2 separate regions of the Mus musculus genome follow, and region 1 is linked to region 2. The links are chromatin contacts, called in public promoter capture Hi-C maps. All regions are on one chromosome and are shown on one strand. The core of a region is the stretch at or near the end of the contact, and the rest is flanking DNA. Distances in the headings are between cores, read along the strand shown.

Evidence for each region. Promoter capture Hi-C pulls out the DNA fragments that hold promoters and counts their contacts.
Region 1: a contact with region 2 is called in a promoter capture Hi-C map of hippocampal neurons, with 3 times the contacts expected there. The contact joins the promoter of Ptgs2os2 here to the promoter of Ptgs2 in region 2. A contact is called at or near these places in 24 of 39 promoter capture datasets (the 3T3-L1 cell line, 3T3-L1-derived adipocytes, the C10 cell line and 15 more), 1 of 15 datasets of contacts at CTCF or cohesin (the NIH/3T3 cell line), 13 of 484 Hi-C or Micro-C datasets (the 3T3-L1 cell line, 3T3-L1-derived adipocytes, the C10 cell line and 9 more), 4 of 115 datasets of contacts at active chromatin or transcription factors (the HPC-7 cell line, bone marrow-derived dendritic cells, embryonic stem cells and 1 more) and 5 of 9 other capture datasets (adipose tissue, bone marrow-derived macrophages, liver and 2 more).

Annotation. Positions count from the first base shown.
Region 1 is chr1:150,161,605-150,167,551 of GRCm38.p6, forward strand. Ptgs2os2 (prostaglandin-endoperoxide synthase 2, opposite strand 2) reads right to left here and starts at 3,344. Exons shown (of 2, transcript NR_110420.1): 1 at 3,210-3,344.
Region 2 is chr1:150,098,512-150,104,869 of GRCm38.p6, forward strand. Ptgs2 (prostaglandin-endoperoxide synthase 2) reads left to right here and starts at 1,520. Exons shown (of 10, transcript NM_011198.4): 1 at 1,520-1,764; 2 at 2,463-2,579; 3 at 2,702-2,845; 4 at 3,480-3,623; 5 at 4,085-4,266; 6 at 5,164-5,247; 7 at 5,358-5,604; 8 at 5,772-6,058. The coding sequence starts at 1,713. It overlaps Ptgs2os (prostaglandin-endoperoxide synthase 2, opposite strand), which reads right to left and starts at 1,363. Exons shown (of 5, transcript NR_015466.3): 1 at 917-1,363.

The sequences.
Region 1 (5,947 bases), core at 2,094-4,593, 65 kb after region 2:
TGTGTCAGCTCTTATTGGCCTCCATCCTTTGTGATGTGGCTGTCCTGGAGAAGTCAGGGTGCTTCACTATGGAGCCAAACAAAAACATGTGTCCCTGGAAACAGGAAAGCTGTAAGAGGATCCAGGTGAAAGGTTGGGAGGATTATAAGCCCAGCCATTGCCTCACATAAATTGCAAGCCAGCATATACGTGATGATGTGTGTGAACTACAGAGTAGTAGCTGTATCATCTCTACTCTCCAACTATCACAGAAAACATGGCTGGTACAACTCACTCCTGCCAGAAACACACAGGAAAAGCAATCCTGGATCTGTATTTAACCCAGTGAACACACTGGGAAACAAGCAGTCACACTTCTTTGAAAATTGGGTTCAGGAATTCCCTCATATACTAAAATCCATGGATGCTTCTGTACTTTTTAGAAGGTAGTATAGTATTTTTTTTTAGGGTATTTTCTTCATTGACATTTCAAATGCTATCCCAAAAGTCCCCCAGGACCTCCCCCCTCCCTCCACAACCCTACCCACCAACTCCCACTTCTTGGCCCTAGCGTTCCCCTGTAGTGAGACATAAAAAGTTTGCAAGACCAAGAGGCCTCTCTTCCCAATGATGGCTGACTAGGCCATCTTCTGATACATATGCAGTTAGAGACACAAGCTCCAGGGGTACTGGTTAGTTCATATTGTTGTTCCACCTATAGGGTTGCAGACCCCTTTAGCTCCTTGGGTACTTTCTCTAGCTCCTCCATTGGGGGCCCTGTGATCCATCCAATAGCTGACTGTGAGCATCCACTTCTGTGTTTGCTAGGACCCGGCATAGTCTCACAAGAGACAGCTATATCAGGGTCCTTTCAGCAAAATCTTGCTGGTGTATACAATGGTGTCAGTGTTTGGAGGGTGATTATGGGATGGATTCCCAGGTATGGCAGTCTCTAGATGGTCCATCCTTTCGTCTCAGCTCCAAACTTTGTCTCTGTAACTCCTTCCATGGATATTTTGTTCCCAATTCTAAGAAGGGGCAAAGTGTCCACACTTTGGTCTTCATTCTTCTTGAATTTCATGTGTTTTGCAAATTGTATCTTGCATCTTGGGTATTCTAAGTTTCTGGGCTAATATCCACTTATCAGTGAGTACATATCATGTGAGTTCTTTTGTGATTGTGTTACCTCACTCAGGATGATGCCCTCCAGGTCCATCCATTTGCCTAGGAATTTCATAAATTCATTCTTTTTAATAGCTGAGTAGTACTCCATTGTCTAAATGTACCACATTTTCTGTATCCACTTCCCTGTTGAGGAACAACTGGGTTCTTTCCAGCTTCTGCCTATTATAAATAAGGCTGCTATGAACATAGTGGAGCATGTGTCCTTCTTACCGGTTGGAACATCTTCTGGATATATGCCCAGGAGAGGTATTGTGGGATACTCCGGTAGTACTATGTCCAGTTTTCTGAGGAACTGCTTCACTGATTTCCAGAGTGGTTGTACAAGCTTGCAATCCCACTAACAATGGAGGAGTGTTCCTCTTTCTCCATATCCTTGCCAGCATCTGCTGTCAGAATATAGTATAGTGTATTTTTGTAACTCATACATATCTTCACCTCAACTTTGCTATCTCTGGATTACAGAGTGGGTACATCATATTGTTCACGTAAATATGATGGGGTAAAAGATCTGTACACAATCAGCACACACTATTTTGTAAACACTTTCATGTACAGTTGATTGAATCTGAGGATTCAGTAATGGAGGATAAGGCAGGAATTGTGTAGAAATAATACAGTGTGAATTAGGTTGTATTTATTCTTTTCTGTACATTATATTCCACAGACATGGGCTCACTGAGTTATCACAGTGCCAATTACTGTTTACATTTCCTTTTTCTTTTCTTTGTATTTTTCCTTTTGGAATTATTTTGTTTTGGAGACAGGGTTTCTCTGTATAGCCCTGGTTATCCTGGAACTCACTCCATAGATAAGGCTGGTCTTGAACTCAGAAATCCATCCACCTCTGCCTCCCTAGTGCTAAGACTCCAGCCATGCACCACCAACCACCCTCTGGCGACTGTTTACATTTTCTAAACATTAGATAGCACCACAATTCACCTACCTTCATATAACCTGTAAGTAGCAGCAGAGGTGGTACTCAAAGGATGCAGACCTGCCAGGCTGCCTTCTCCCTCTGGGACACCAGGAAAAAAAAGCTGCAAAAGCAAGCTGCAGCTTAGCTGTGAAGTGCAGAAGAGCCTGCACCACAGCCCTCAATACTGATTCTGCTGCCAGCAATGCATTGCTCACCTGAATTAACGTTGCTTAAATTTACTTTTATGGATTTAAATAAAAATAATGCTTATAAAAGCTATGAGGGCCAGGTCGTGATGACATATACCTTAATTCTAGCACTTGGTAAGCAAAGGTAGGTGAATCCCTTTGAATTCCAAGCTATACATAAGTGAGAGACCCTGTTTTGCTTTCTTCTGCCTCCCCCCCCCCAACTTATCAGGCACTTAGGATATGTCCAGTATGCACAAATGCCTAGATTTAAGCCCAAGTTCCCCATAAAAACTCAGCTATGGTGGTGTCTGATAATCCTAGCTCTGGAAATGAATATGAGGAAAAATCAGAATTCCAAGGCTATCCTTGACTACATTACATATAGAGTTCAAGGCCAGTCAGGGACACAGAAAACCATGTTTTAGAAAAACAAACAAACAAACAAAATGGTTTAGACAGGCCTAATCTCCAAACTCTGAAGGCTAAGACAAGAGGACATTCATGAGTTCCAGGTTAACTTATATATAATGAATTCCCAGGTAGCCTGGGCTATAGAGTAAAGCCCTGTCTCAAAACAGAAAAAAAAAAAATTATCAATCAATAAATAAAATGTATAAACTAAAAAGAAATAAAGAACTGTTGGTAATGGGTTCATCATTTATATTGAGAATACAGTTTTATAACAAAAATAATTACAAACCCACATTGCTCTAAACAGTGTAAAGCTTTATTCACTCTGGGGCAAGCTAAACTGTTTCTAACAGAAAGAGTGGTGGAGCTAGTGTCTCTTAGTCATAACATATTAATTCTTAATTACAACAGGAACAAATCCATTACCAATAAATCCAGGGACTATCAATTAAGCCCATGAGGAAATGGTTTGTAAAAGACTTCCCACCCTCCTAAATAAGATACATCTGACAGATAATAATACTCACTCTAATGTGCGTGCAGCTTTTCACATCAACTCATTAAAAGCCGGCTTTTTCACAACGCCAAGCTTCCTTTTTGTCTCTGGGCATGGTTTCTCAGAATGTCCCGCGCATGATCTTGGAGGCAAACGCAGAGGGAATGGAGGCCATCTGATTGGAAGTCTGCGACTATCGTTGTGTAATCCTGTGTGTAATTCATCATTTGAAAACGAAAACGCACTTGGAGTTTTCTGCGGCAAGGACTCTCTGTATTGTGCAAGTCTGAGCTGCTTTCAACCACGTAACCACTTCCCTCTTAGAGGGACCCCTGCGTTTGCTTTGCTCCACTACGTACACTGGGAGAGGCATCGCTGTGTAATGCCTGTGTCACCTGCCAAGCTGCCAGGCTTGCTTTGGGAACTAACCCAGGTCAGCATGAGTTCTGTCCTCTGCTTGAAAGAGGTTCAATCCCAGACAGCAAATGTATATGAACCCTTGAAACTACAGCTCTGGATTTAATTTAATTTTCATTTCGTTATGGTATTTTTTTCCTTACTTTTATGAAGTCTATTTTCCCTAGAATGGCTGATTCGAAACATCTGCTAATCATCTGCCTGCCCTGGCTATGCGGTACCTTCAGAGGGGGAAGGGTAATGCTGGCCACACCCGCCTTAGGTCCAGACAGCTTATTCTGTCTGGCCTGCTGCTGGGAAGCCTCTATTTTTCCTTGTTGTTCCTAATAAGTCCCCACAAAACCTTCCCAAACTTTTCCTAACTGCTTCCTCTCCTCTTCACCACACCCCGACAACACGAATGCACCGCATCTTCCTGTCTGCTCTCCTTAGAGCACCTCCAGACCTGAGTTCAAGTGAAAGCCTGCTTTGACCCCACCATGGATGTGCTCCACGGTATGGCTTGGGGGCCCCTTTTATCTTACACTGTTTATCGCTGGTTGGTGTTTGACAAAGTCTTATTCTGTGGCCCAGAAGAGCCTGGAACTCACTATGCTGCCCAAAGTGATCTCAAACTGACAGCAATCCCCCTACCTCACCGTTTCAATGCTGAGCACGTAAGTAGCTTCTTCCTCTTTTTAAAATCATTTTTCTTTGATGCAAGGAACTACAGGAAGTTGTCCTTGCCTCTTGAAAAGGTTAACCCTGGGGTTCTGATTCTGATTCTCCCACCGTCTACATGATCTCAATCAAGCCACTTGGTTTTTCTGGTATTAAGGTTTTTTTTGTTTTTGTTTTTTTTGTTTTTGTTTTTTCAAAAAAAACATAACAGCAATCATAAGATCTAGCACCTAGGGCTCAGGTTGTCCAGCTGTTCTTCTCAGGGTATTCTTGTTTTGACAGTCTAGAAGACTGATAAACTACCAGTGCATATGTGCCACTGATTACTATGTATCCAGTAAAGCCAGCATGGAAGTAGCCCGGGGTGGTAATGGCACATACCTGATATCCAAACACTGGAGAGACTGAGCTAGGAGGATTACAAATCCAAGGCCAGCCCAGTCAACACAGTGAGATCATTCTCAAAAAACACCAACAGCAGCAAAAATAAAGCCAGGAAAGTATATTTGTGCTCTAAGTATTGAATGAAAAAAAATCAAATTTCAGGGCAATATACACCATGCCTTTTGTATTTCTATGAATCTCTGTCTACATGTACTACATATGAATTCACAGATGATGGGATAATTTTTGCAAAGTACATGTTTGAGCATCTACAGGATTTACACTTTTTTTTTCCAGACAAAGTCTTATGTAGTCCAGGCTGGCCTTGATCCCGCTGCTTCAACTTCTCCAATATTGGGATTATAAACATGAGCCACCACACTTAGCTTTAGTTCACAGTAATAAGTAAATGGGAAAATGACTGTTGGAAAATCTGATGTTAATGAGCACACCAGAACAGTCACATCAGCCAAATCTGCCCTACATTCATTACAAGAAAATTTTCACAAGCAGTTAATATTTATTGTAATACTGATTTAAATCATTATTTTGATGTAACTATTTAGTAATTGCCAGCTGATGTAGCATTGCATTTCTCTGAATCTTCCCAGTGACAGCAGAGATGTCTCATTTGGGAAGTCTTTAATTTTTTTAAAGACAGACAGTAGTCATTTGTCATCCTTACTGGTGAATAGGATTGGTGACCATACTGGGGGTGATGCTTTTACTCAAACCGTGTCATGGATATCCCAGGATCACACAACCATCTAAACTACAGGAGTCATCAAAGAGGAGAGTTCAGTATTCAGAGCCTCAGAAATGATGCTAAACTCTTCTTTCAAGTAATAAGGTCGATTGTGTTTTCTAGGATGAACTCCATATGAATAGTGTTCATAGCACTGTCTTAGTTAGGGTTTTACTACTGTGAAGAGACACCATGACCACAGCAACTCTTAAATAGGAAAAAAAACATTTAATTGAGTCTGGCATACAGTTTCAGAGGTTTAGTCTATTATTGTTATAGTGGGAAGCATGGTGGCATGCAGACATGCTGCTGGAGAGGTAGTTGAGAGTTCTACATCTAAAACCACAAGCAGCAGGAAGTGATTGCCACACTGTGAATGACTTGAGCTTGTGAGACCTTAAAACCAGCCCATGGTGACACACTTCCTCCAACAAAGTCATATCTACACCAGCAAGGCCACACTTCCAACAGTGCCATTCTCCATGGGACTATGGGAGCTGTTTATCATTATTTATTATTATTATTATTATTATTAACTTTACTTCCATCTCACTGCCCCTCCT
Region 2 (6,358 bases), core at 270-2,769:
TAGTTTGACACCATGCACTTCCCGCATTTAAAATAAAACAGAAAACAAGAACTATTTAAAGGGATTCTCCAAAAGAAAACAGTCTGTGCTTTCAGTTGAAATTTCCCATAAGACTCCGTGTAAGAGGCTGGGAGTGCCATACCTGGACTGATTAAACATGACTAGAACAAAGGCCCTGGGTGACATGGAGTTTTAGTCACTGTGTCTCATGTAGCATCAAATTAGCTTGCACATGAAGCAAACAGTTAAAAAAAAATTCCATGAGTATTCTTACTTTCTGGGAGACTTCCGCAGAGTCAGGTATTTGCTAGAGTTTCCTAAGTGCTGCTTCTCATGGTCGATTGGATTCCCCCATGTGGATATTCTCCCCTTTCATTTTTGTTTTGTTTTGTTCTGTTTTGTTTTGAGCAGGGGTCTTGCTGTGTTACCCAGCCTGCTTCAAACCATTTTCCTGACTTAACTGTCCTCAGAATATAGTGTAATTTCACACTCTGTGTCATTTTTTTTATCCATTCACGCCAAGAACGTACAGTTTAGTTGAATTTTTTAGTTTCCTCCTTTTCTTATTTTGCTCCTTTTCGCTACTCCATCCTCACACCCCCTCCATGGCCAACACAAACACAGTAGGAAGATATCCAACACTATCAAAAACATCACCTCTCTAGGCAAATAATTTTTTATCAAACACTGTTTCTGAATGAAGTGAATTTTTTTTTAAGGTTAGGGAGAATAAGGCTAGTTATGGAAAAATAACTATTACCTTTTGATCCGTTGCCATAACATACTTTCTTGTAAACATGGACAGAAAAAGTTTTTAAAAGGTACATTTGAAAACAAATTCTTTCTAGTGATACATCCCGTGAAAAGAGTTGCTGATCAAAATGATAAAAGCTATGTAACAGCAGGGGGAAAATACCTTAAAGCAATGCTGTGGACACTTAGCATTCCGATGAAGTGGAGCTCAGCATCTGTCCCTGGGAAAGGCGAGTGCCAGGGGCTCCTGTGACTGCAGAACCCGGAGGGTAGTTCCATGAAAGACTTCAACCTAATTCCACCAGTACAGATGTGGACCCTGACAGAGGACACTCATTTCATTAAAAATAGAAGAAATTAAATTAACCGGTAGCTGTGTGCGTGCTCTGAGCAGCGAGCACGTCAGACTGCGCCCCAGTGGGGAGAGGTGAGGGGATTCCCTTAGTTAGGACCTTAGATCCCGGGAGGGGAAGCTGTGACACTCTTGAGCTTTTAGGCCCCCACTGGATGCGCGACTGGGAGGAAACCGGAGACCCCAAAGAGCGCCAGACTAGGCGCAGACTCAGCGAACCACAGGGCGCCTGGAGGGATGGAGAGGGCGGTGCAGCTCTCTTGGCACCACCTGGGGCAGCCAAGGGCAGCTTCCCGGCTTCCTTCGTCTCTCATTTGCGTGGGTAAAAGCCTGCCGCTGCGGTTCTTGCGCAACTCACTGAAGCAGAGAGGGGGAAAAGTTGGTGGGGGTTGGGGAAAGCCTAAGCGGAAAGACAGAGTCACCACTACGTCACGTGGAGTCCGCTTTACAGACTTAAAAGCAAGGTTCTCCCCATTAGCAGCCAGTTGTCAAACTGCGAGCTAAGAGCTTCAGGAGTCAGTCAGGACTCTGCTCACGAAGGAACTCAGCACTGCATCCTGCCAGCTCCACCGCCACCACTACTGCCACCTCCGCTGCCACCTCTGCGATGCTCTTCCGAGCTGTGCTGCTCTGCGCTGCCCTGGGGCTCAGCCAGGCAGGTGAGTTGCGCCCCGAGGCGCCCTGGGACTCCTCAGGCTCAGACCCCCTTTCTAGCAGTGTGGGCCTGGCTGTGTATTGGCAAAGAGCCTGGACTGCTTAAGTCCTGAGGAACTGCAACCCACTTTCAGGTTTCTTATTTGCTAAAAACCAATAGTCTTAATGGCTTACAGGTTGTCATTATGGTAAGACAATCTGATCAATACTTGTGAAAAGCATAGATGTGGGCAACTGAACAAGAGTGGCTGCTTTGAATACCTGTTAGAGTTTTTCTATCCACAGAAAAATCCAGAATACATTTTTAAAAATATATTTAAAATGCTAAAACTTGACTGTTTTAATTTTATTTTCTTTACACTAAATTTTGACTATTGCACTAGGTCGATCCATTTTAATATTTAAAGGGATGCTTAATAATTCTAGTCTGTGTGTCCGAGTTATTTTAAAAATGTTGGTAATGTGAACTATGAAGTTAGGTCCTCTGTGTTTCTTGCTTAAGAATACAAAGTTGCTTGCTATTTCCATAAACAGTTGATAAGACAGACTTAATTAAAATAATGACCTTTTTAAATCTGGGTCTACCTATGTATTTGTCAAACTTATCATTGTAAAGTTGACCCATAGTGACAGAATTAAATCCTTAAGTTAAGATGAGAACAACCAAGAGTAACTGACAGGATATCTTATTTTTTTAATGTAGCAAATCCTTGCTGTTCCAATCCATGTCAAAACCGTGGGGAATGTATGAGCACAGGATTTGACCAGTATAAGTGTGACTGTACCCGGACTGGATTCTATGGTGAAAACTGTACTACACGTAAGTTTTTCCTGGGGTATCTTCCTTTGGAATGTGGCCACATGTGTAACCATCATTCTGTAGATTTGTGTCCTATGGGGGAGGGGCCTGCTCATTCTTCCTCCTGCTTTGTCTCTCTCCAGCTGAATTTCTGACAAGAATCAAATTACTGCTGAAGCCCACCCCAAACACAGTGCACTACATCCTGACCCACTTCAAGGGAGTCTGGAACATTGTGAACAACATCCCCTTCCTGCGAAGTTTAATCATGAAATATGTGCTGACATGTAAGTACAACCCTCCCTTGTTTTCCAGCATCCTCCAACACAACTAGGCACTAGAAACCCAACCCCAAGAACTATCCTGACCTTTTCAAAGGGCTTGAAGTATACCTTTTCTAATCTGTTTTTCCCCTGAAATGTCTAAAATACAGTCATGAAAACCTGTAGTCTCTATTCTAGTTTTGACCCCTGTCCTTCATTCGTGTGGAGGAAGTGTGGTTCACTTGTTCATTGAATAAATACCCATGGCTCACAGAATTGTTCGGAACACATAGAATTGTTCTGAACCTTTGAAACAAATGGTTGACTAGGGTTTGGGTCAGAAGAGAAAAATAGCTGTCTGTAGTTATTGGTGAGGGCCATGCCCAAATGTCTCTGTCATCAGCTATGGAACAGGGAGTGGGTAGAAACTGAAAAGTCAAGACTACTGGAGCAGAATGTCCTGTGTAAAATTTAAGCTTTATTGAAGATGCATTTTCAGTGCTCTTTAAAGTTCAGCCATTGTACAGCAGGGTATCTTTGTCTGAAGGAAATCTAGTCTCTGTACTTGCTACATTGTACAATGATAATTGATATGCCCTTGTTGTTGTTGTTGTTTTTCATATGAGGACCAATGATTTTTTTTTCTTTAAAATTTCAGCCAGATCATATTTGATTGACAGTCCACCTACTTACAATGTGCACTATGGTTACAAAAGCTGGGAAGCCTTCTCCAACCTCTCCTACTACACCAGGGCCCTTCCTCCCGTAGCAGATGACTGCCCAACTCCCATGGGTGTGAAGGGTGAGTGTAAAGAAATACAGACATAGCAACTGCAGTGAGGCTTGGGTGTGTACCTAGAAAAGGTGTCCATTATGTAAAACTGTAAATAGTTTTGTCTTTAGTATGGTTATCCACAGAGGTTTATTAAAAGTACAGATGTAGTATGGGAAAGTAAATCTGCATTGATGTAATGTCTTAGCCTTAGTATGTTTTGCTAAATAGAACTGATGTTAGTTACAATTCATAAAAAATTCAATAACACCCCCTGCTTTATATCTTAACACTTGAATTTAAAACCTTAGCCCAGCCTGGGGTACAAGCCTGACACTGTGCCTCAAAACACAACAGTCGTATTGATGTTGTGATCTTCTTTGAGACGGTGCTTCTAAGTGATGGATGCTGTCATGTATTATACAGTCATCTGTTTGCTTGAACAAATAGGTGAATGGATAGATACTTACTTTAGAATTTACATGTTCCAGGAAATAAGGAGCTTCCTGATTCAAAAGAAGTGCTGGAAAAGGTTCTTCTACGGAGAGAGTTCATCCCTGACCCCCAAGGCTCAAATATGATGTTTGCATTCTTTGCCCAGCACTTCACCCATCAGTTTTTCAAGACAGATCATAAGCGAGGACCTGGGTTCACCCGAGGACTGGGCCATGGAGTAAGTGGGCTTAACTCAGATTTATAGCAAATCCTTAGGGAATGCTGACATCTTACCATGCCAAACAAATCACACCCATTTTTTTTTAATCCAAATGTCATGACTACTAAAACCATAATAGGTGTTCCATTTTCATTTTCTGATTTAGTAAAAATGAACTGACACACAGAGACATATTTTAATGTAATTTTCCTTACATTTTTAGTTTAAAAGTTTGGTCCATGAAAAGGGTCTATCTTCTGTAAATAAATAAATAAATTATTAGTCATCGGTGGCATTGGGAAGTGAACCTTAGAAGTTTGTGCTTGCCAGGCACTGGTCTCTGCTATTGAGGCAGAAGAGGTCCAGCCTTTACACACACACACACACACACACACACACACACACACACACACACACACACATACAAAATCCCCTTCTATGCTTCTTTAAACAATGTAAAATTACTATTATGGTTATAATGAAGCAAGTGGCATATTTAATATAGGATACTAATACTATTCAACATAAAGAAATATACAGACTTGTAGCTCTGGTAGACAAATTATTTTAGAATTTTGTGGCTATGAAAAAGTCACTTATTGAGCTAGATTGGTGATTAAGAACAGTTGTTGCTTTTGCTTAAGTTCTTAACACCTACATGACAGTTCACAACCACCTATAACTCCAGTCAGTTCTAGGAGATTCCATGTTTTGTAACATTTTAGGGCACCAGACAAGCACATGACATACATACATACATACATACATAGAGGCAAATTCTCATACATATAAAAATAAAATAAATCTTAAGAAAATCACGTGGTGAATTTTAAAGACAACTAAATCATCAATATTGAATAAGAAATTATAGTAAAAAATCAGTAAATTGAACTTTCTCCATACTTAATTTTCTAGGTGGACTTAAATCACATTTATGGTGAAACTCTGGACAGACAACATAAACTGCGCCTTTTCAAGGATGGAAAATTGAAATATCAGGTATTTTCCTTATGGTTTAAAAATGACCATCTGTCATTTAGACTTACATATTAAAACTATTGTGGCTTTTTTTTCCTTCTTTTAACTCTGTTATTATTGTTGTGATTTAGGTCATTGGTGGAGAGGTGTATCCCCCCACAGTCAAAGACACTCAGGTAGAGATGATCTACCCTCCTCACATCCCTGAGAACCTGCAGTTTGCTGTGGGGCAGGAAGTCTTTGGTCTGGTGCCTGGTCTGATGATGTATGCCACCATCTGGCTTCGGGAGCACAACAGAGTGTGCGACATACTCAAGCAGGAGCATCCTGAGTGGGGTGATGAGCAACTATTCCAAACCAGCAGACTCATACTCATAGGTGAGCAAGAGAGAAATAACAAGTAAGATCATCTTCCCCTCAGAAAAGAAAAACTCTTCCATTTGCTATGTTTTGATTCCTTCTTGTGAATAGGGAGAGTAAATGTGATCTGGTAACATCCCTACCATTTGTTGTAAGGAAACTAAAGTCTCTGTGTTGTGTAACAGGAGAGACTATCAAGATAGTGATCGAAGACTACGTGCAACACCTGAGCGGTTACCACTTCAAACTCAAGTTTGACCCAGAGCTCCTTTTCAACCAGCAGTTCCAGTATCAGAACCGCATTGCCTCTGAATTCAACACACTCTATCACTGGCACCCCCTGCTGCCCGACACCTTCAACATTGAAGACCAGGAGTACAGCTTCAAACAGTTTCTCTACAACAACTCCATCCTCCTGGAACATGGACTCACTCAGTTTGTTGAGTCATTCACCAGACAGATTGCTGGCCGGGTAAGCATTGTTCCTGAAAAGCAAGAACCAGCTGGTCAGTAGCTTTAGGATTTTTGTCATAGAGATAGGTTTTTTTTTTTCTTTTACTTTTCTACTGGTTCTTGTAACATGACACTTACAAGGTTTAGGAAGGGTTTTAGGTTCATCTAAAATTATCCAGCAAATAATGACACCTGTCTATCTTAAAACCAATATTTTTAAAAGATTTCAGTCATCTTATATATTAGAGAAGTTAATATTCAGACTTGTTTATCAGCTTATTTTTTTATAATCACAAAAATCATGTTCCTTATAGAATAG